3 separate regions of the Mus musculus genome follow, and all the other regions are linked to region 3. The links are chromatin contacts, called in public promoter capture Hi-C maps. All regions are on one chromosome and are shown on one strand. Each heading gives the region's core, a stretch centred on a gene start, on an enhancer-like site or on the middle of the called end of the contact. The rest is flanking DNA. Distances are from core to core; before and after follow the strand shown. Region 1 has its middle 39 kb from the start of Gm34507. Region 2 has its middle 14 kb from the start of Gm34507. Region 3 holds the start of Tfb1m (transcription factor B1, mitochondrial).

What was found. Promoter capture Hi-C pulls out the DNA fragments that hold promoters and counts their contacts.
Region 1: a promoter capture Hi-C map of liver shows a contact between it and region 3, with 2.8 times the contacts expected there. The contact joins the enhancer-like site here to the promoter of Tfb1m in region 3. A contact is called at or near these places in 5 of 39 promoter capture datasets (the C10 cell line, embryonic stem cells, liver and 2 more) and 2 of 115 datasets of contacts at active chromatin or transcription factors (astrocytes and embryonic stem cells).
Region 2: a contact with region 3 is called in a promoter capture Hi-C map of liver, with 2.6 times the contacts expected there. The contact joins the enhancer-like site here to the promoter of Tfb1m in region 3. A contact is called at or near these places in 7 of 39 promoter capture datasets (the 3T3-L1 cell line, the C10 cell line, embryonic stem cells and 3 more) and 4 of 115 datasets of contacts at active chromatin or transcription factors (embryonic forebrain, embryonic limb bud, embryonic stem cells and 1 more).

The regions. Positions count from the first base shown.
Region 1 is chr17:4,867,233-4,870,635 of GRCm38.p6, reverse strand. No RefSeq gene overlaps it. Among named protein-coding and RNA genes, the nearest start is that of Gm34507, 39 kb to the left of the region's middle. Within about 2 kb of position 1,570, at least 51 of the 459 cell types and tissues checked have an H3K27ac peak or open chromatin away from gene starts, as enhancers often do. A contact at or near this core is called in liver, where this site is marked.
Region 2 is chr17:4,920,614-4,923,681 of GRCm38.p6, reverse strand. No RefSeq gene overlaps it. Among named protein-coding and RNA genes, the nearest start is that of Gm34507, 14 kb to the right of the region's middle. Within about 2 kb of position 1,656, at least 23 of the 459 cell types and tissues checked have an H3K27ac peak or open chromatin away from gene starts, as enhancers often do. A contact at or near this core is called in liver, where this site is marked.
Region 3 is chr17:3,555,697-3,559,022 of GRCm38.p6, reverse strand. Tfb1m (transcription factor B1, mitochondrial) reads left to right here and starts at 1,268. Exons shown (of 7, transcript NM_146074.3): 1 at 1,268-1,442. The coding sequence starts at 1,310. 1700102H20Rik (RIKEN cDNA 1700102H20 gene) reads right to left here and starts at 1,199. Exons shown (of 2, transcript NR_045303.1): 1 at 1,119-1,199.

The DNA.
Region 1 (3,403 bases), core at 321-2,820, 1.3 Mb before region 3:
CCATCCTGATCCTGATTCAGGAAACTGAGGTGTTGTATACTGATTGTCAGCTTGGCAAAATCTAGAATCACTTAGTAGTTAAGCCTCTGGACACTTCTTGAGAGAGATTCTAGATTGAGTCAATTGAGATGGAGAAAAAAAAAGCCATCCTAAATGTGGGTGCCTCCGCTATGTGGGCTGGGGTCACAGACCCGGTAACGATGAGAGTTAGCTGAGCGCTGAGCGAGATGGTGACCTCTCTGTGAATTCCTCACTGTGGATGCTCAGTGTGACCAGCCACCTTTCAATCCAGCCACCATGCTTCTCCACCATGATTGTACCCTCCAACAGGGTCAGGTGTAGCAATGAGTAAAGTAATGTCGAAACTCAACTGTATAAACTTCAAGAGACCCTCCAACCATTCAGGTTAACATGGCATCTAGGGTCTGCTCATCATACCTATACATAATTTACTGTGCACCCACACTAACAGATGAGCCCGACTCTCTAACCTGATCCAATTCCCATTCATCTTTCCTAGGAAACTTTTGACAGACATTCACAGCATCTTCTGGGTTCTTTGGTATGCATGTAATGCCCTCAAGGCCGTCCTCTACACTGTAGCGCCTGACACTTGCCAGTGACTGGACGATGGTGACTGGTGAATGGGGTTGGGGGAGAAACGGCAGTCTCCACAAGGCGACTCTCTAGCAGTGACCCTTCAGGTGGCTTTTCTGTGGGAAGAGCTCAGAGAGAAACAGACAGGAAGAAAGGGCTACATCCATGGGCCGGAAGCTCTGACCTGGGTGCTACTCAGGGCTCTTGCATGCATTGCATTTTTGGGTTGGACTTAGGGTTGGATCTTAGAAGCTTTGATTCTAGGAGATAAGTCTTCCTCTGGGATGGTCTGAGGAGCTTTCTGGTCTCTTAGCTAGTAAAGCTGTGAACTAAAAGCCCTCAATGAATCTTTTTCTTTTGCTAAATTCTTTAAGGCAAGCAACTGCATCACACACTTCTTATTTTGACCGCATGTATTGTAGCAACCACCATGTGGACACCCAAAGCCTTGTCTTGTAAGTGATAGTTTAGTGAATATGTTTGCTATTGTGTACCACAGGTTACTAATGGCCTCTCTTTACTGTCAGTGACAGGACATTGATGCCTGGAAACCTAACCATATCTAATTCTACATAAGCTAGTGCCAGTTTTAATGTCCCCTAGAGTCTCCTGCCCTTACCAGTATGGATCCAGGCAGGTTGGATCAGAGAAGCCAGGCCACTGGCTGGGGCATGCAAATAGGATTTCAGGCAGCAACTAGACCAGAGGGTAGTGTGAAAGCTGGCATAAAGTCTGTGGAAGTCTAGTTCCTTTGTACTGGTTTTAAGTTAGAAGCGCTAGGAGTTGGGGAGAAAGCTAGACACAGAAAATTTGGGGCACACCAGAAACTGTGGTGATGAGTTACACTTTCAAGGACAAGCCATCAATCTTGTCTCTCATTGACTTTAGCCTTGGTGACATGAACAACCGCAGAAGTGGCTGGTGGCCTTTGCAGTAACGCTTCACATACTGGGCACAGGGACCAGAGCAGCAGGAAGTTGGCAGGTGTATGAGTCAGGTCAGCAACAGAAAGTACGAGCTGGGACTGTCCCTTAGCGGGTTATCCCGAGTCTTCATTCCTGCCTTAGAAGTGGCCTGCCAGATTTTTCATGGCCAGCCCTAAAGCCAGAACCAGTTAGGTTAAGAAATCTTCAGACATTAAGTTTGCCTTAGCTCTGGTGTTATCCAGGATCCCTGCCAGAAAGAAGTTTCTGGGGCAGATGCGTACAATGTTCAAAAGTGTGGGTGGTGGGCACAGGCTGAGCTGGTAGCTGACGGCTTGGGTCGTCAGGGTACAGATTAGGAGGTACTAGGGTGGTATCCTTCAAACAAACTGGGTGGGAACAATTTCAGTACCTTATACACCCGCAGTTAACATCCAGGGGAAAGCGCCGGGGAATCTAGGCGAGTGACACCCGGGGCAACTCCTGTGAGTCAGGGAGTTTTGTAAACTTTGCAACAGGGAGTGGCATGGGCAGAAGGAAGGCTGTATGCTAGGAAGATATCGGGAACTGGAAGGCTCTTGTTGGCACTTCCAGGTTCTATGCCCTTCAATAAGGACTCGGAGCTGCCGCATGTGGATAGTGGTAGACACAGAGAGAATTAGTTAATAAAGCCTTTGGAGGCAAGGAGAAGGGCTACCCAGTCAGGAAAGGTTAGACTTTCAATAGCAAAGACTATATAAATGATTGGGGTTTTTCTATTGCAGTACCACAGGTTTTTGGGTCATTTCCAAGTGTGTGCATTCCTGTGCATACTCTGTTCCAGGTTGGCCTTGGCGCATGCTCTGTTATAGGTTGGCCTTGGCGCATGCTCTGTTCCAGGTTGGCCTTGGCGGCTGCGGTTTCCAGTGTTTCTGCCAACTGGCTTGTTTCCTATGCCAATATTAATTCTTCTCTCTCCACTTTACTCTCCTGCCACAGTTTTAGATTTATTTATTTATTGTGTTCATTAAGAGGAGAGGGTAGTGCAGGTTTCCAAGCAGAGGCCAGCCTGCAGAGAAGCTGGATAGAAGGGGCTGGTTTTAGAAAAAGTAGAGCGACAGCTCTTTATCATACATGAGGGGAAGAGGGGAGAGGAAAGAAGTGGGGTGAATGTGAACAGGAAAGAAGCAGGAAAGAAAAAAAAAACCCTCACAAACCACGTCTATCTCTGCTAAACAGAAAGGAAACGAGTCCAAGGCAGGGTGGGGAATCTGGATTCAGACCAGAGGGATAAGTTGGCGTCCACAAGGAGAGAACCGACAAGCTTCACAGAGAAACTTGAGAATACCCTCCTGTGAGCAGGAGGCTCTACCCCTGTGAGCTCTCCTCCCTTGTCATTGGCTGAATTGGCTCATCCTAGATGTTCAATCTTAGTGCAATTAAAAGACATTGAGTTCATAGCCTTACCTCATAAGTTTAATTTTCTAATAGGGATTTTGCTCACTTATGAACCTTATTTCTGTATTCCTTTTGCTTTGACATCTGCTAAATAAGGCTGACTAGACAATTGGGTATACCTTCACTCTACAGGGTTGATAAGAGTTTAAACTAGTTGGCTTTCATATTTGAGGGTAGAAATGTATTCAGTTTTCCTGGTTGCTCCTTAAAACCCGGTAGGAGCCTCACGGTCTAAGGTGAATAGGCCTGAGTTGGATCACATGGCTGCCCACTAAAGCTCTGATCTGTGTTGGCTGGGCTAAGTTGGGCAAGCTCTTTCCCTGGTCTGCAGCAGTGGTGTAGTAATGGTACAGATGCCAAAGGAGGTGCCATGAGAAGTGAGCGGAATAACCCACAAAGCCCAGCATGGTGCGGGCATGTGCCAAGACTTGGAGATTACCTGCAGG
Region 2 (3,068 bases), core at 407-2,906, 1.4 Mb before region 3:
TCTCTTCTCTTCTCTTCTCTTCTCTTCTCTTCTCTTCTCTTCTCTTCTCTTCTCTTCTCTTCTCTTCTCTTCTCGTTTTCTCCTGAGACTCCTCACTTGATACTCAAGTCTTGCTTTTTTCTCTCTACTGCACAATCACAGGGCTTGGCCTTTTATTGATCAATTAATTTGCAAAGCAAGGTTTGTACAATAAAAGCTGCTGCTCATCTTGGGGCAACCAAATTTGGGGTACAGACTTTAGCATTTGAGTACATAGGTGCAGATGAACCACAACATATGGGTATATGCCATCATGCTCGCTCGTCCCTGTAACCCATTGTTTGCTCTTCTTTCTCCTTGCCCTTCTTTCTCTAACACTTTAGCATTCCTAACACTCCTTAGATACTCCTACTTAAGTTTCTTTCTTTTTTTTTTTTTTACATGTGGAATTGCCCATTTTCTTTTTCAATCCATCTGTGTTGTAAGGGAAGAGACTGCAGTGGGCAAATGGGAACGTCTGTTTGATTTGGGTGAGTGGAAAGAATGACTTCTTATTGCCTGCAGAACCTGTGACACTGTCTACATAATGGTGGCTTTCAGGGGCAGTTTCTCCCTGGCCATGGAGGACACCTTGGGAATGATTCATGGTTTGCACAATGACTTTCCTGTAGCTAAATCAGGAAGACATGGGTTTACCGAGGAGTGAGTCCTGAATAGGAATGAGAGGCCAGACCTCACAGAAGGCAACAGGCACCTCCTTCTACTACAGGCACTTGGGGCAGAGGCTATGGAACAGCTGCTGGCCGAGAGGGAAGTCCCAAAGGCAAAGGAAACTAAGTACACTCTGTGTGACCCAAGGCCAGGGAGAAGCAACAGGACAGGACTTCTCTCTGTGGGGAAAGAGATGAGGAACTGATCACATGTAGTCAGGCGAAGGGGGTTCACTTGTGAACAATGGATTAGGGGTGGAGCTTTACACAGGTAGCTTTACAGAAGAGGAGTGAGTGGGAGACAGGAAAGGCAGGGATCAGTCATTCGTCCAAAACCACGAGCAATTTGCCGACTCAAGGCACAGAAAGTGGAAAAACAGAGTCTGAAATTATAATAAAGCTATGCTGTGTAATTATGTAAAGTATGTGTCCCGGGGAAGCACTGCAAGCCCATAGCTTGAGAACAGTCGCTGGGATGAGATCATCACAGGTATGCTGCCTGTTTTCCATTGCTACGTTGTGTGGTGTGAACATGGGGAGGGGTCGGGAGACATTAAATCTAGAGCTGAGTAGTTGCCCAAGGGGTTAGGAGGCCTTTGTCTCTATTTCATAGGGCCATCACTGCTGGGAACTTAACCTCTGCAGAGTCCCTGCACAGACAGTGGGAACAAATATTTACCCTGCTCTGCTGGGGGTAGGGAAGGCGTTTGGGGAATCAGGAAGTATTGCAGGATATGTGTGAGGTCTTATCGTTGGGATGTTGTAAGATGGAGAGTATGGGAAGAAAAAGATTCCAGAACTCTGAACTTTACCCTGAATCTTAACAGTTTAACAGCCATGGTGGAAACTGGGGGGATGTACTCTATTGAAATAACAAGCATCTTCACTAGGCACCTATGACTAGTTTCACTCACCGGGATTTTCCCTGTGCTATCCAGAACACTCTGGTTTTCCTCTACTGACCGGGAAGCTCCCTCTTATCATCTTGTGTTTATTTCTGAACTCTATTTCGTAACTCACCACCCTGGTTGAATGATTGTAGATCGACAATACTTTTTTTTAAATAATTATTTTATTTTGCATGTATGTATATTACCTAAAGGCATGCATGTGTCACCAGGTATGTGCAGTAGAAGACAAGGTCAGAAGAGGCAGCAGGGCCTCCAGAATGAGAATTTCAGGTGGCCGTGAGCCACCATGTGGGTGCTGGGAATCAAACTGCTTCCTCTGTGAGAGTAGAGGGTGCACTTAACCTCCACTGCCTCTGTCCATCCTTAGCTGATGGTATTTTAATTCTAGTTGGGAAACTTTCTATAGGTATTGCTTTTTCAGAAGTAGAACCCAGGGCAAGCAAATCGGCTCCGCAGGTAAGAGCGCTTGCTGCAGAAGCCGCATGTCTGCCTTCCACCCCAAGGACACACTCACAGAAGGGAAGGACTGAGTCTTGAATGTTGTGCACTGATCTCCACACAACTCTGTGTACACACATTGCCCCCCCCCCAACTACTAATGATAAATGAAATCAAATTAAAAAGTGAAGGAAATAGGAGAGAGGCAGCTCTGAAGGAGACAACCAAGCTTTGGAGCTGGTCACCCGCCAAGGGCACACGGCGCACTGCTGGAGAGACGTGGGCTGGAATGAGACCCAAGACCAAGGTACTTAGTTCACATTCCAGTTCTCTAGTTCCTATCCGAGGGAGCCAAAGTGCAGTCCCCTGACCTTCAACCTCTTTGCCTGTCTAAGCTGAGGAGGGTGTTGGCTACCTCCAAGTGTTAAGGTGTGGATTATGCTCCCAAACACGAGTTTCTCTATCACCAGGCCTGATGTCTAGCTACTGCCCACTGGCTGCTCCCGCCCCCCCCCCTTTTGAAATGCTGAGGATTGAATGCAGAGCCTCACAAAAAACTAGGCAAGCACTCTACCCAGGGGCTGACCCTTTAGTGACTGAGTGATGTCTCCAACCATCTTCGTCTAGGGAGTGCTCCATTGATAGCCAGACCCCCGCCCTCCTCCTGCTCTTCTGAATGCATTTCTAGTGAAAAGCACAGAGCTCCTCTTTCCTAGACTTTCTTTCATCTATAAAATAGGAAAAAGAGCAAAGACTAACAACAACTGCTATACAACACTTAATGAGCTTGTTTGGCCAAACAGATACAAGGAGGGGAAACAGGCTGTTTAACGGTGCATATGTATGACCCTTCCTGAATATGGCAAAGCAGGAGATACACTGGTCATAAGACCCACAAAGGTGCTGTCACTTTGTGGCCAAAGAAAAGGATGTCAAATGGCAATAACATCTCATGGCACACAGAGGTCCAAGGGGGGCACCCACCAGGCCTTGAGGAGATCAGAGGTGGTGCAGAGAAAGGAGATGTTGT
Region 3 (3,326 bases), core at 19-2,518:
TTAACCCTCAAATAGCCTTTCTCCATTGGATTCCCTGCCTGATGAGTAAGCCTTCCGTTTCCACTCTGAAGTGTGGGAAAGTGGCTGAACCGCCCCAAGTCTCACTTTCACCACTACGTAATAATAAAATCTACCCGAATCTGTATGGTAACAATTAGTGAGCGAATAATTCCAAACCACTCAGTTGTGAGACCTGGCACACATTTCTTTTAGTTGAGCTTTTTAAAAGAGCAACCCCTTTATGGTTCACTCTGAGAGCAGTGGAGAGACCACAATGCTTGCAGCATGAATGAGCTTTTAGAAAAAGCTTCAAAGGCTAAAAGAGTGGTCCTGATGCTGACCTTGCTGGCATTGCTTAAAAACAGCAGCCACCGCGCATGCACTAGACTACAGCTGGAATCTGTGAACTTCCAGCTTTACGAAATTCGTGGCCTCGCAGGGCTTTCTTGATCCTGTTTTAATCGGAAGTTAGCAATATGTGTCCTGTTTCGCAAGACTACACCTGAGAGATTTAAAAGGGAATATGAAATAGTAACAAGTGGTATCAAAAACACTTCTCGAAGTTTAAAGTGCTTAGCTCAAGAGACAAAATTACAGCATATTTAAAGACCCAGAATGGCTTTCATTCACCATTCTAAAATTAGGCAGCCCTTGGAATTCTTTCAAACAACTCCGGCCAGAAAATGGACATTGTTCAATGACAAGAAAAGAGAAATTATCTAGAGACACAGTTTAGTTGGTTACGGTTAGCTTTTTGCTTTACTTGAGTCAGTTGGTCTCTTGCTATTGGTTAAAGCTGGGGTGCTGTTAACGGGCTGGCATTCAGCCATTTGCTCTAAAGTCTAAGTCTTAAACTCGGTTTTCAGCAGGCTTACCTTAAATAAGCCTATAGTTCTCTATGGAACTAAGTTCTGAAAGAAGTAATGGACGCGAAGAAATAAAAAGTATCTAGCCTACGGGGGTGGGGCGGTAACCAGTCTACAAACAGCAAGCAACCAATCACCATCTTTCCTGCTACAAATCAAAAGTCAAGCCTTTGGAATGTCAAAGGCCTGCGGAGCCTCCCAGAGGTTACAAAGACCACGCCTCCTAGCCTCCGCCCCCTCTCCTCTCCCAACCTGCACCGCTTTCGGCCTGACGCGTCCTGAGCTCCCAGTACATACAGACTTCCTGTCAGTTTCGTCATTTCCGGCAGGTTTCTCCATCCAACCAGGTGGCCTCAGAGGCGGGCAGTCTTCTCCAAGGTCCCACCCCCTGCGCGCCGTGCACCTTTCCAGCCGCTGCGCGTGGCTGTGTATGTGGGTCTCTCATGGCTGCCTCGGGGAAGCTCGGCACTTTCCGCCTTCCCCCGTTGCCCACCATTCGGGAGATCATTAAGTTGTTCGGACTGCGAGCGGTGAAACAGCTTTCCCAGAATTTCCTCCTGGACTTGAGGCTGACAGGTGGCTGAGTCGTCAGTTCGCCCGGGTCTCCGTGGTGGGCGCGGCCGGGTGATGGAGCGGGTTGGGGCGGGCGGCTGTCAGTCAAGCGCTGCTCCTCCGGTCCTCGCGGGCTAGGGCGACGACTGGTCGACCGCTTTGCGGGCGGGAGATGTTTCCCGCGCGCTTTATGATGCGCCAACCTGCCTCTCGTTAGCCCGGCTCAGTAAAGCGCGTCTGTAAGCTCAGCACTCGAGGAGCAGAGGCAGGAGGATTGCCGCCAGTTAGAAACAGATGGACTCTTTCAAAAACGAAACCAAGAGAGTAAATAGGATAAACGTTCACTTAAGTCTAGGGATCCCTCTAGGGACTGGAGATTCGCTCTGTAAAGTCATACTAACCAAACGGCGCCTACAGCTACCTTGTGCCAATGCTGGGACCACCGTCCCAACAACAGCCCTGAGTTTGCAGTTAATAAGTTGACATTCTCCGGCTTCTTTAAAAATTACTTTTATGCGATTAAACTTATATAGGGTGAAGGTCACCAGTTTGACACCCATGTTTTGATGAGTTTTCACAGGTGTTTGTTGGTTTACTTACCACCCATGTCATAGTAATGCTCTCCTCTTGAGAATAAGATCCATCTGTTGCAAATAAAGGTGCTAGCTGACTGTTGGAGTACTTAGCATGTTAACCCCCTCAAGTTAAAAGGGTAAGTGTGTCATACACACACTCCGTCCCCAAAATCAATTTTGATTGCATGGACCACAAAGCATAAGTTACTTTTATTTCTTGTTTTTGGAGCCTTTATTCGACCCGTAGAATTTGGGTAAAACAGTTAACTCCACTTAAGTTTTCTCATCTCTTATTTGATAGAAAGGCCTACAAGGACCTTAGGATGCCTACTTTTAGATTCTTTGGTTCTAGCATCCTCTCCCAGTCATGCTAAATATAAGCACATGCTAAATATAAGCACCATTCTCTGCTGAAATGCAGTCTCCTATGTCTAAGGCTGGCCTCAAGCTCACTACATGGCAGGTGTTATTGAGTGTCTGGCCCTCCTGCCTTCTCCCAAGAACCGAAATGAAAAGCATATGCCACCATGCTCAGTTACTGATTGCTGACTGTGTAACCCAGGGCTTCACACATGCTAGGCAAGCACTCTTATCAGTTAATTGAATTACATCACCAGCCATTCAATTTGTTATCTATGTTCTCATGTGTGTCCCTGGAGTAAGTTCCAGATTCTTAGGTTCTCTATTCAGTCTTTGTGAGGGTGGGGGGTGGGGTGGGGGGAGGGGGAACCAGAGTGAAAGCAAATAAAGGTGCTTGTCCTAGAGAACTCAGGTGGAGCAGGGTTGAACCAGACTTAGGGGGTTGACACCTCGTCTATGTCTGGTTGCACTTAAGCGTTCCTGCAAAGTTTAAGAATGAAACCACTGCCCCACCTGTTGCTGCTTTCCATTTTCAAACTGAGTTCAGAATTCCCTGGTTTAATAAATGACTCTGATGCCCTCCGAGAGACCAGTTGGTAACTGGTAACCAAACAATGATTTGGTTTTAGAATCCCCACCTTGGTTCGAGGTCCTCTCCAGCCATTTGCTTTTCTTTATGACATTGTACAAATTAAACAATAGACAAGGACAGCGTGCAGTTCAGATAAATTATATTAGAGTGGTAGCTGCAGGAATTAGGTTAGGGCATGTACGTACCAAGACGCAAAGCTGGCTAGGGCTGCTGATTTCCTCACTGTAGCTGTACAATACTGTTTGGAAATACGTAAGCAACATTTTGCCTTTAAGTTTACCTAGATAGATAATAACCATCAACTGGGACTGTACAGTGACAAGAAGTGCTAGTATGTATTTAGTAACAAAATTTCCACCATCCAAGGAGGTGTGGGTTTTA